2 separate regions of the Mus musculus genome follow, and region 1 is linked to region 2. A link is a contact called in public HiChIP or PLAC-seq data. All regions are on one chromosome and are shown on one strand. Each heading gives the region's core, a stretch centred on a gene start, on an enhancer-like site or on the middle of the called end of the contact. The rest is flanking DNA. Distances are from core to core; before and after follow the strand shown. Region 1 overlaps Glipr1l3 (GLI pathogenesis-related 1 like 3). Region 2 holds the start of Krr1 (KRR1, small subunit (SSU) processome component, homolog (yeast)).

Region 1 (4,696 bases), core at 36-2,535, 170 kb after region 2:
ATTTAGAAAGAAAACAAGTAAATGCAGGGTAGAGCCCTAAGCTAAACTTTAAGTCTATCCTTTTCAAATTTTAAATTATATGATGTGTACTCTGATGTTTTCTATTCTTCTTTTTTATTGAAACATGCATTTCAGAGATCCCAAATAAAATCTCACAAAGTTTGTGCCAGAAACCACTGTGCTCATTCAATTTTAAGAGGAAGGATAATTCAGATTTGGTGGAAGAATAACAAGGAGAAGGAAATAAAAAATGCTGGCTAGAAAAACATATCTTCGGTAAATAGGACTATATGAGCATTATGGTCTGATGCACCCCCACCCCCCAAGAATAGCTGTAGCCATTTTGTTCCATGCCTGCCTGCTATTTCATATTGTTGCTGTAACAGGCCTACCAGTCATTGACACAGAGAAGTGACTTGACTCAGAGAAAGGACATGCTGACCACATACCCTGTTTTGTTCTGTCTCTTCTGAATGTCCTGTATGAGGTTTTCTAATCTTAAGAAATCCCACAAAACTTTATGCAGGACCCACTGAATCAAAGATAAATATTAACTGTTATGTCTAAAATATCTTGAGTCAGGGCTGACCTCTTGGCAGCACTTACTGCACCTGTGTACAAGCTCATTGAAGTTTTTCCTTTATAAGCAGACAGAAAATGATATCCACTGTCATAGTTCAGATAATTCTAAGCTATATCCCTGTTTTGACCAGTACTAGGGTGTGCATTGAATTATTTTTGCATGAGATCACTGTTCATATGGTTTGTGTGCCGATTCCTGAACCCCAACACTGAGGAAATACTGACTACACAAGATAGAGAAAGTGAACAAGAAACAAATTGCCAATTGAAGGAGCATTTCACAAAGTAGCATCAGGTTCTAAGCGATTGCTCTGCTGTTGAAGGCACCTGTCCACTTAAGTTACATCCCCAGAGTCCACAGGTCAGAAGAGAATTGACTCTGAAAGTTGTCTTCTGATATCTACATGCTTGTCATGGCTTGCACTTGTGAATATGTATGTGCCTGTGCATATGTGTATACATACACAGTAAAAAAACAAAAATTTAAGTGTATTAGAATTTTATAAATTTAACAGGAAAACAAAATCTCATTTCATAGTTAATTTACCAAATGATTGAAAATATCCAAGCTAGTGAAATTGGAGAGCCGCAATAACATTTACCATCATAAGATGGCGCTGTCTCTGCAGTGCCTTATGCCACCTAAACAAAGAAAGGGGTATGTGCGCATGTGCAAGGAGCAAAAGCCTGCCAAGTCACTAGCCCATCCAGGGGCATAGGAGATCGTGGGTGAAGCTGCCAGTCGGTTATAGACACGTCACACCAGGGGGTATTTAAGCAACACGTTTCTGAGCCTTCTTTGTCTTTCTCATCAACATGTAATAAAGATTAGCTACGGAAGGATCTTGTGCCCCGTGTGAGTTCCTGCGGGCGGGAACAATATCTCAGGACAAGTGAAGACATAAAAACACAACACTAACATGTTGCTGGTATTCACTGAATGTGCCACTGTTGTTGTCAATAGTAACTGCTGTATTTCAATTTTTAAAAATCGTTATATCTTTAAAGTCTTACTTCAGAACTTTTTGTGAAGGAACTAATCCTCAAGACAGAAAAGACATATCTCTAGGAATGGAGGTCTCATGTATTTTGTAAGATGAATTAGAATTGCTAACCAGACTAATAAGGAAAGGGTTTCTTACTTGCTAGATTTTTGCAATCATTTTTTAATGGAAATCATGAAATCTCCAATTAATGAGCTAATTAATTGGATTCACATGTTTTCCCAAGGCCAGATATATCTCAGGTCTGATTCCTCTGACCAAGAATTAAGAGTCCTGCTGCCCCTGGCTTTAGAAATTATAGATTACATTAAATCTCCCAGACTTAACGCCTTCTGATCCTGGTAATAGCCAACTAGGTATATAACTAGTGAAAATTCAATGCAGGCAAAAAAACAAAAACAAAAACAAAACAAACAAACAAAAACAAAACAAAAACAAAAAAAACAAAAACAAAAACCCCAGAACTCTGGAAAACTGGAAGAAAAGAAAAAAAACAAACAAATCTTAATTGAGTTTTTTGTTTGTTTATTTTTGGAAGAATCATTGTGAAAACATTTACAGTGGAAAATAAAATAAAATAGGGTCTGATCTTATATTTGAATTACCCCAAGAGCCTCACTTTTTACTAATTCACATCCAAGGATCTTTGATAAGATTATATTGATTCTTAAAGTTTGAAAAACAATTGCATTAAAACACAATTTCTGAGGCAGGAGTTGGGGAGCACCCTCACAGACTTTAACATTTATTCTTGAGTTTGAGGGGTAATTTATATATTTTGCATAACAGTCATGGATCAGGTATGTTTTTTAAAAATATTTCCTGCTTTTGTTGTTGTTGTGTGCAAAAGTTCATTGCCAAATAGAGTTAAGAAGCACTTCTGCTTTTGTCTTCTACAAATGATTGCAGAACACTGTTGCAATAGTTTCCTTTTTGTTTGTTTTGGTTTCTCCCATTGTATGGTATCTTCCCCACCCCCTGCTGTACTGGAGCTCACTCTGTGGAGCCCATGCTGGATGAAAAGTCCAAGATTCGCCTGCTCCTGCCTGTGTATAATAGTACTCTTAAATGTTTGTCAAATTTTACTAGTGAATTTATCTGTGCCCAACGATTTCTGCTTAGGAAATTAATTGATCATTTCATCAATTTATTTAACAATCATATGTTTATTCAGACTTTCTCTTTCTTTTTGTGTGAGTTTAATTTAGCTATTTAAAATGTTATGAAACAAATGCAAATTTAAAATATAGTTTTCTGTACATTTAATGAGAACAAATAAGGAATAAAGCTAACAACACACAAATGTATGATTTTTGTTTTCTGCATTGGTCTTAGTGAGAGTATACTTTAACTTTTAGACTTTTTTACTCAGTCTTTCCTACTTTCCTTTCTTCCTGTATTTGGGGTGGGCATATGGTCATGCAAGTGTGTGGGAGCACACATGTATGTGCACGTGTGTGTGTGCATGCATGTTTATGTGTGTGTGCACATGTGTGTATGTGTGTGTGTTTATGTGTGTAAGGATATACATGTGAGGTACATCTTGTACAATATGGTTTGACTCCATGGGGTGTCTTTCTGGATTGCTCCCCACGTTCTATGTTGAGACAGGATCTTTTAATTGAGTTCATAACTTGCTGATTAAAGTCTAATTAGCCAGTCTGCTCCAGAAATCTTTTGCCTCTACTTCCCAAATGATGAGATTGGGTGGACAGTCATACCTGTCCCATCACTGATGGGTGATTAGGGTCTGAACTTTGGTTTTGGTTCCCCATTTGCATGTAGACACACACACACACACACACACGCGTGCGTGCGTGCGTGTGTGTGTGTGTATGCAAACACCCTTAAAAATAAAAGCAAGAAATTGACTTTCCACTGCTTTCTAAATTCTATACTAATATATATGTATATATAATATTATTTATTACATACATTTGTATTTTTACATATAATATACTAAATAAATATATACGGTATATATGTTACATGTATATTGAAAAAGCATAATATTATATATAGCACATATATTATCTGATGTCATGAGGAAAGTCCTCTTAAATCCAAAACACCAGGTCAATGCAGATGACAAAAATTTACTGTAACCAAGCTGCTACGGATTGATCAGGGACACAGAGCAGACTTGGAAGCTAAAAAGAAATTGCACAGCTTATATGGATGGTGAGGTCATAAGGGGAGGGGAACGCAGGGTGGACTGTAGTGTTGTTTAATCATATCTTGGCATAAGGGGTTGAACAATGAATTTTTCACCAATCAGGTTAAGAGTAGGTTCCTGAACCTGGGAACATGAACTTAGTTTGACCCTGCCAGAAGGATGGAGAAGTTATCCTTGAGATGTCTGAACACAGGCAACTGTTCCCTTAAAAGCTATCCATGAGATGTCTGGACTCAGACTGGTTGCTTACAATAGGAGCTGTTCAGCTATTTGAATGTCCCCAGCTCCCTTGTGGTCTGGGACTTTGAATTTAGCTTTTCTCTAGGATTAAATAGTCTGAAAATGAGGTGGTGGTATTTGGAATATGTTTTTAAGGCTTGTTCCCAACGATATATCCTTTTTGAATTGAAAAATAGACATTGAATTTAGATTTCAGACAAGAATGTCGTGAGTGTAAGGGAGAATTAAACAGATACTGACTTCCAACTAGTCAGAAAAATAAGTCTTTTATTTTTAGCATTTAAATTTTTTCTTCTGAATAGAAATAACAGTTAAAGTAGTCTCTGAAGAATAAAACCAAGCACAAGTACATGGCATGCTGCTTTCTGGTGAGGTGTCTTCCGATTCATGGGACCTGCCAATTAAACACAAGGATAGACGCTCAATGATCTGTCCATAAGACATAATGATCAAAAGCTCAATGACTTATCAATAAAAGGCAATGATCAGAAGCCCAATGATCTATCAATAAAACACAATGGACAAAAGCTCAATTTAATTAAAAAAAATAACTAAAGAGGTTGGGCATTTAGCTCAGTGGTAGAGTGCTTGTCTAGCAAGCCCAAAGGCCCAGTTTCCGTCCTCAGTTCTGAAAACAACAACAACAACACTCCCAAAAAATAACGAAAATATTTTTTCTAGATGTACTGTCAAT
Region 2 (4,797 bases), core at 31-2,530:
AAAGAGACTGGAATGGGTGCACCATTATGAGGCATCAGTTTGCATACAGAGAATTTCCCTTAAAATTTGTTCAAAACATAGTCGAATCCAGTGGTTACCAACCTTCCTAATGCTGCAACTCTTCAGTATAGTTCTGCATGTTTCTGTGATCCCTGAACCACAAAATCATTTCGTTATTACGTCCAACTTTGCTACTGTTATGAATTATAATGTCTATATACATGTGCGTTCTGATGGTCTTAGACGACCCCTGTGAAAGGTAGTTTGACCCTCTAAGGAGTCACAATCCACAGGTTGAAAACCACCGATCTAAGCACCTGAAGTATTGTTCTCAGTTTTACTAGGCATATGCGGGTACTCCTCTTTCCTTTATCTGGCTTATTGACCCATGTGCTTATTAAATATTTCCTGGAGGTTGGGGAGAGCATGGTCCAGAAGGAGAGGTCCTAGTGTGTTTTCAGACCCTGGTTACATCTCTTCACATCTTAGCATCTAATTTAGTGAATATATTTTTGTGCTAATATTTTTTTGCTGTTTTTACTGACTATATTCTAAGCCTTTTAAAGCTATGATGTAAGAATAATAAACAATAAAGTTTTGGTAATAGCTCCCTCCAGCCCCCACCAAAAAACCCCAAACATTTGAATGCTGAAGACCGGTGTGGTGGTACACACCTTTAATCCCAGATTCTGGAGTCATAAGCAGGAAGATCACTATGACGTTGAGGCCAGCCAGGTCTACATAGCATGTTCCAGGCTAGTGAAGGATACACAGTGGCCTCGATTCATAAACCCAAAATAAACAAAACAAGCAAGCAAACAAATAAATAAAAATAGAACAGAAAAGTCTTTTAAAACCAATCTGGAAGTTGAGAGATTTAAAATGCAAAACTCATGGTAGGTTTTCAAATGGGCTAAAGAGTGGTAGCAAAGTTTGGGTAGATTTTTGATACAATTCGCCATTTTCATTAGATTTCTAATCCCCCTCAAATAAGAATTTTAATAATTTCCCCTCCCTTCTCTCCCTCACCCTCACCCACCTCTCTTCTCTCTCCTCTCCTTCGCTCCCTTTCTCTCCCTTTCCTTCCCTTCCCCTCTCAAAAAAGAAGTTCCCACAGGGCTATACAAGTAGCTACAATTTAGAGCTTGATACAAGAAAACTACCATTCCCAGCGTGCAACACCGAGGTTGCAATGCATCCTGGGAAGGAAGTGTCACGCTCCCCCCCGTCCCCGCCCCATCGGCTTCCTGTTCGTCAGAGCAGAGACCACGCAGGTCTCATAGGGATTATCCGGAACTCGTTTTGCCTTTTACACATTGTAGCCGGCGGGATCTTAAAGAACAGTTCCACTTCCGGGGCCGCCGGAAGCAGTTTTGCGATGGCAACTTCTGCGGAGGCGCCTGCCAAAGAAGCTCAAAAACGTGACTCTCAGCCGCAGAAACAGAAGCGTGAGACCCAAGGTGAGGCAGTGCGAGACCCGAAGCCCGGAGCTGGCGGATCTCGAAGCATCTTTGTCTCTTTCTTTGGCCGCGCACTTGGGTTGAGCCTCTTTTAGGCTGTGCAGTGCCTGCGGTAGCCGGGGTAGCCGAGGGTTGCGGGTGTTGATGGCTGCGCCGGCCACGTGCAGCTAACGCAGTGTTTTTGCCAGCGACCGTCCCTGGCAAGTGTACCCGATGCGCCTTCTGTCCCCGGTAAAAGTGTGAGGACTCAGAGATTGTGGAAGGCGCGGCAGTTCTGCCTTGAGCTTTGGGGAGGGGAGGTTGAGAGGATGCGGATCAGGATCAGGTGGGAGAATCTTCGTGTCCTGCGAGCGCCGATGGTGATGAGGGAGGCGGACGGGGAAAGGTGGGGACGGAGCTCAATGGGAAGTTTTGTCAGAACTTTTATCTGATTATTAAGTTGCTAAATGACACAGCTCTCAGTCTTTAGCTCTAACCCCTAGTTTGATTTTTGGCTGCTCTAGTTTGATTGCTTCTTTCCGTTTTGATGAGAGTTTGGTTTTTACCTACCTTCAATTTAAAAAGAAAAATTTTTTTCTTTTAAAAACTAAGTACGTAAAATACGGCAGGGACTATAGACACCGGTAAAAGCTTCAAACCAACGCTTGAGGAATTGACAGGATGAGTAGACCATCTTCCTCAAGTTATCCATGTGCCAATCACAGATGCTATATAGCTTCCTTTCTGGTACCCGGAGTAATTCGTTCGAGCTTTCTGTCACCTATCTACAGCTATTATGATTTTTAACAAAACGCTTCGATTTTTGTCTCCTTTTGAATCATAGGAGAATGAATGGAGCTGTGTACTCTATGTATGTTGTCTGTGTCTTTAGCTTCTGATTCTTTACGATGCTGTGTAATATTTAAATTCCGTCGTTGGCGGACATTTGAGCTCTGCCTTCAGCTTGCTCTTGTAAGCACCTTTGTGCATGTCTTCTGGTAATGCCTCAGGGTCTCTGTAGGAATTTAGGATTGGAAACTCAATTGCAGGGTATCTTCAAGTTATGCTAATGCTACCGGAAGGAGCTGTGCCAGGTTTTTTTCTGTTTTAGGAAAGGTTTGTTTACGTTCAAAGCGTGAGGGTATAGTCAACCATGGAGGGGAAACTGGGCCAGCACAACTCTAATAGTTGAGATTGCTCATCGATCTAAATTTACAGTGATTTTTTTTGTTGTTGTTGTGTTTTGATTTTGAGGTCCTGGATGTACTTATATAGCTAGACTTTCACCCTAACCTAATAAGCAAGTGATATTCTTGGTCCTAAGTGGCCTTAGTTCCCTTCCCTTTCCTCTACTAGGGTTCACACATTCTGTCTTAGGAAGGTTTAACCCTGGGCCTGAGTTTGCTTGCTTGCTTTTTGTTTTGTTTTGTTTTGTTTTGTTTTTGTTTTTGTTTTTTTTTTTTTTTTGTTTTTCGAGACAGGGTTTCTCTGTGTAGCCCTGGCTGTCCTGGAACTCACTTTGTAGACCAGGCTGGCCTCGAACTCAGAAATCCACCTGCCTCTGCCTCCCAAGTGCTGGGATTAGAGGCGTGTGCCACAACCGCCCATGTTCCCAGTTTTTATAGGATTTTAGTTTGCAGTTTTTAAAAAGAAGGTATTGGAGAATGAGTGGTTTATGAGGACCCATTGTCAGGAGTTTGAACCAGAAGTGGCAGAGTGAGTGGAAGTAGAAAGTACATTTTCTTACCTGTGGCTAATAACGTGGGCCAAGGGCCTGCCTTTCAGACCTCGGTGGTTTAAGGACAGGATGACGTTTAAGCACAGATCTCTGGGCCTCACCCCAGAGATGCAGATTCACTCTGCCTGAGATGGAGCCCCAGATGGCCTTGCCCACAAACTCCCACAGGTGTGCTGACGCTGCAAGATCAAGGATGGTTCTCTTCGGGTAGAGTTAACGTGTAGCTATTGGATTTGAGGGGTTTCTAAAGTTCTGGGACAGGGAGTTTTGAGAAGTGAAGCAGGCTCTCCAGAGGTGATCTCATAGTTGTCAGGATTTTAGGCCATTTCAGCATTTGTCCTTCTGGCCTGTCACTCCTTTTGGTTTGAATATCTTCTATAAAGTAGAAATAGTAATAGTGGCTTTCTTTTATTGATGAAAGGTGTGTATAAAGCTCTTTGGAAATCCTAAAATTGTATTACAGTGGCTGTTAATTGACATTGTACACCAGAATCCATTTTTAGGAATTTTTTACACACACAGACATGTGGGGGTGGGGGTAGGACTGTACCAAGAAAGTCAGAAAGGCTATTAATAATAAGGGATAAAAGTGATAAGGTGTTTGAACCACTTTATTGTGCAGTGAAAGTGTCTTAGTAATTGCTGTCTACCGGTGCATCCCAGTTAGAGTGGGTACAGGGAAAGCATCCTTGTGATGAGGCAACTGCAATGTATTCAGATGATCCTATTACAGCATCATGATGATGATGGGGCCGTGGTCATGATGCTGAATAATGTAACAACCAGGGATGCGGATATGAAACAATGCATTGGTGATCTTCTGAAGATGTGCATAGAGTGCGCACGTGTGTGAAGGACCATTCCATGTGATGTGTGAATTCTTTCCTCTGTAGATGAGGCGGAGCTCCTCACTGTCCCTGATGGTTGGAAGGAACCAGCTTTTTCCAAAGAGGACAATCCCAGAGGACTCTTGGAGGAGAGCAGCTTCGCAACCTTGTTCCCGAAATACCGCGAGGCTTACCTGAAGGAGTGCTGGCCGCTGGTGCAGAAGGCCTTGAATGAGCATGTACGCCTGCTTTAAACAGTTCCTTTCAGAGCTTTGTGTGTGCTGGTGGATTTTGGTTTTAGAAATGCCAACATAGCTGCTTAATTTGGTTCCTTTAGTATTTAAAAGAATCTAGGTCACCTTTATTCTTAGAGTTCATTCATTTTTAATTTTGTGCATAATTAAAGTATTTTGAGAAATACCTGTCCTCTTAATAGTTTAGAGGTTCCTCAAGCCATCTAGGATTACCTGTTCCATCCACAACTCCAAATGCCTTTCGTAGGCAGTGGTGGTAATCATGTACTCGTGTACCTGGCCAGTTTTAGCCAAGCCATGTTTCAGAGTTTATTTTAAACAACACTCGCTGGTGCACCCAGCTTTTCCATGTTTGCTCCCTGCCGCCAAGTCTCCAGAGTGCTGGTGTTGAAATGTTCATTGCTCACCCACCGTGATGCAGGATTCTTCTGAATGTGTCACAAGGCAGAAAAGAGCCTTTTGCTTTGCTCTGTTAAAATCCAGTTCTTGGGGCTGTGGAGCTCACACAGTTGGTGAAGTGCTTGTAATGCCAGCCTCAG

Evidence for each region. HiChIP or PLAC-seq counts read pairs in DNA pulled down with a chosen protein or histone mark.
Region 1: a contact with region 2 is called in an H3K4me3 HiChIP or PLAC-seq map of bone marrow-derived macrophages, with 3 times the contacts expected there. The contact joins the enhancer-like site here to the promoter of Krr1 in region 2. A contact is called at or near these places in 2 of 39 promoter capture datasets (3T3-L1-derived adipocytes and neutrophils), 1 of 15 datasets of contacts at CTCF or cohesin (the NIH/3T3 cell line), 4 of 484 Hi-C or Micro-C datasets (bone marrow-derived macrophages, erythroblasts, myeloid progenitors and 1 more), 5 of 115 datasets of contacts at active chromatin or transcription factors (bone marrow-derived macrophages, large pre-B cells, microglia and 1 more) and 2 of 9 other capture datasets (adipose tissue and liver).

What each region holds. Positions count from the first base shown.
Region 1 is chr10:112,137,501-112,142,196 of GRCm38.p6, forward strand. Glipr1l3 (GLI pathogenesis-related 1 like 3) reads right to left here. Exons shown (of 5, transcript NM_001374031.1): 5 at 4,250-4,396. The coding sequence ends at 4,314. Among named protein-coding and RNA genes, the nearest start is that of Glipr1l3, 20 kb to the right of the region's middle. Within about 2 kb of position 1,286, at least 84 of the 459 cell types and tissues checked have an H3K27ac peak or open chromatin away from gene starts, as enhancers often do. A contact at or near this core is called in adipose tissue, bone marrow-derived macrophages, erythroblasts and 1 more, where this site is marked.
Region 2 is chr10:111,971,415-111,976,211 of GRCm38.p6, forward strand. Krr1 (KRR1, small subunit (SSU) processome component, homolog (yeast)) reads left to right here and starts at 1,281. Exons shown (of 10, transcript NM_178610.4): 1 at 1,281-1,460; 2 at 4,071-4,243. The coding sequence starts at 1,379.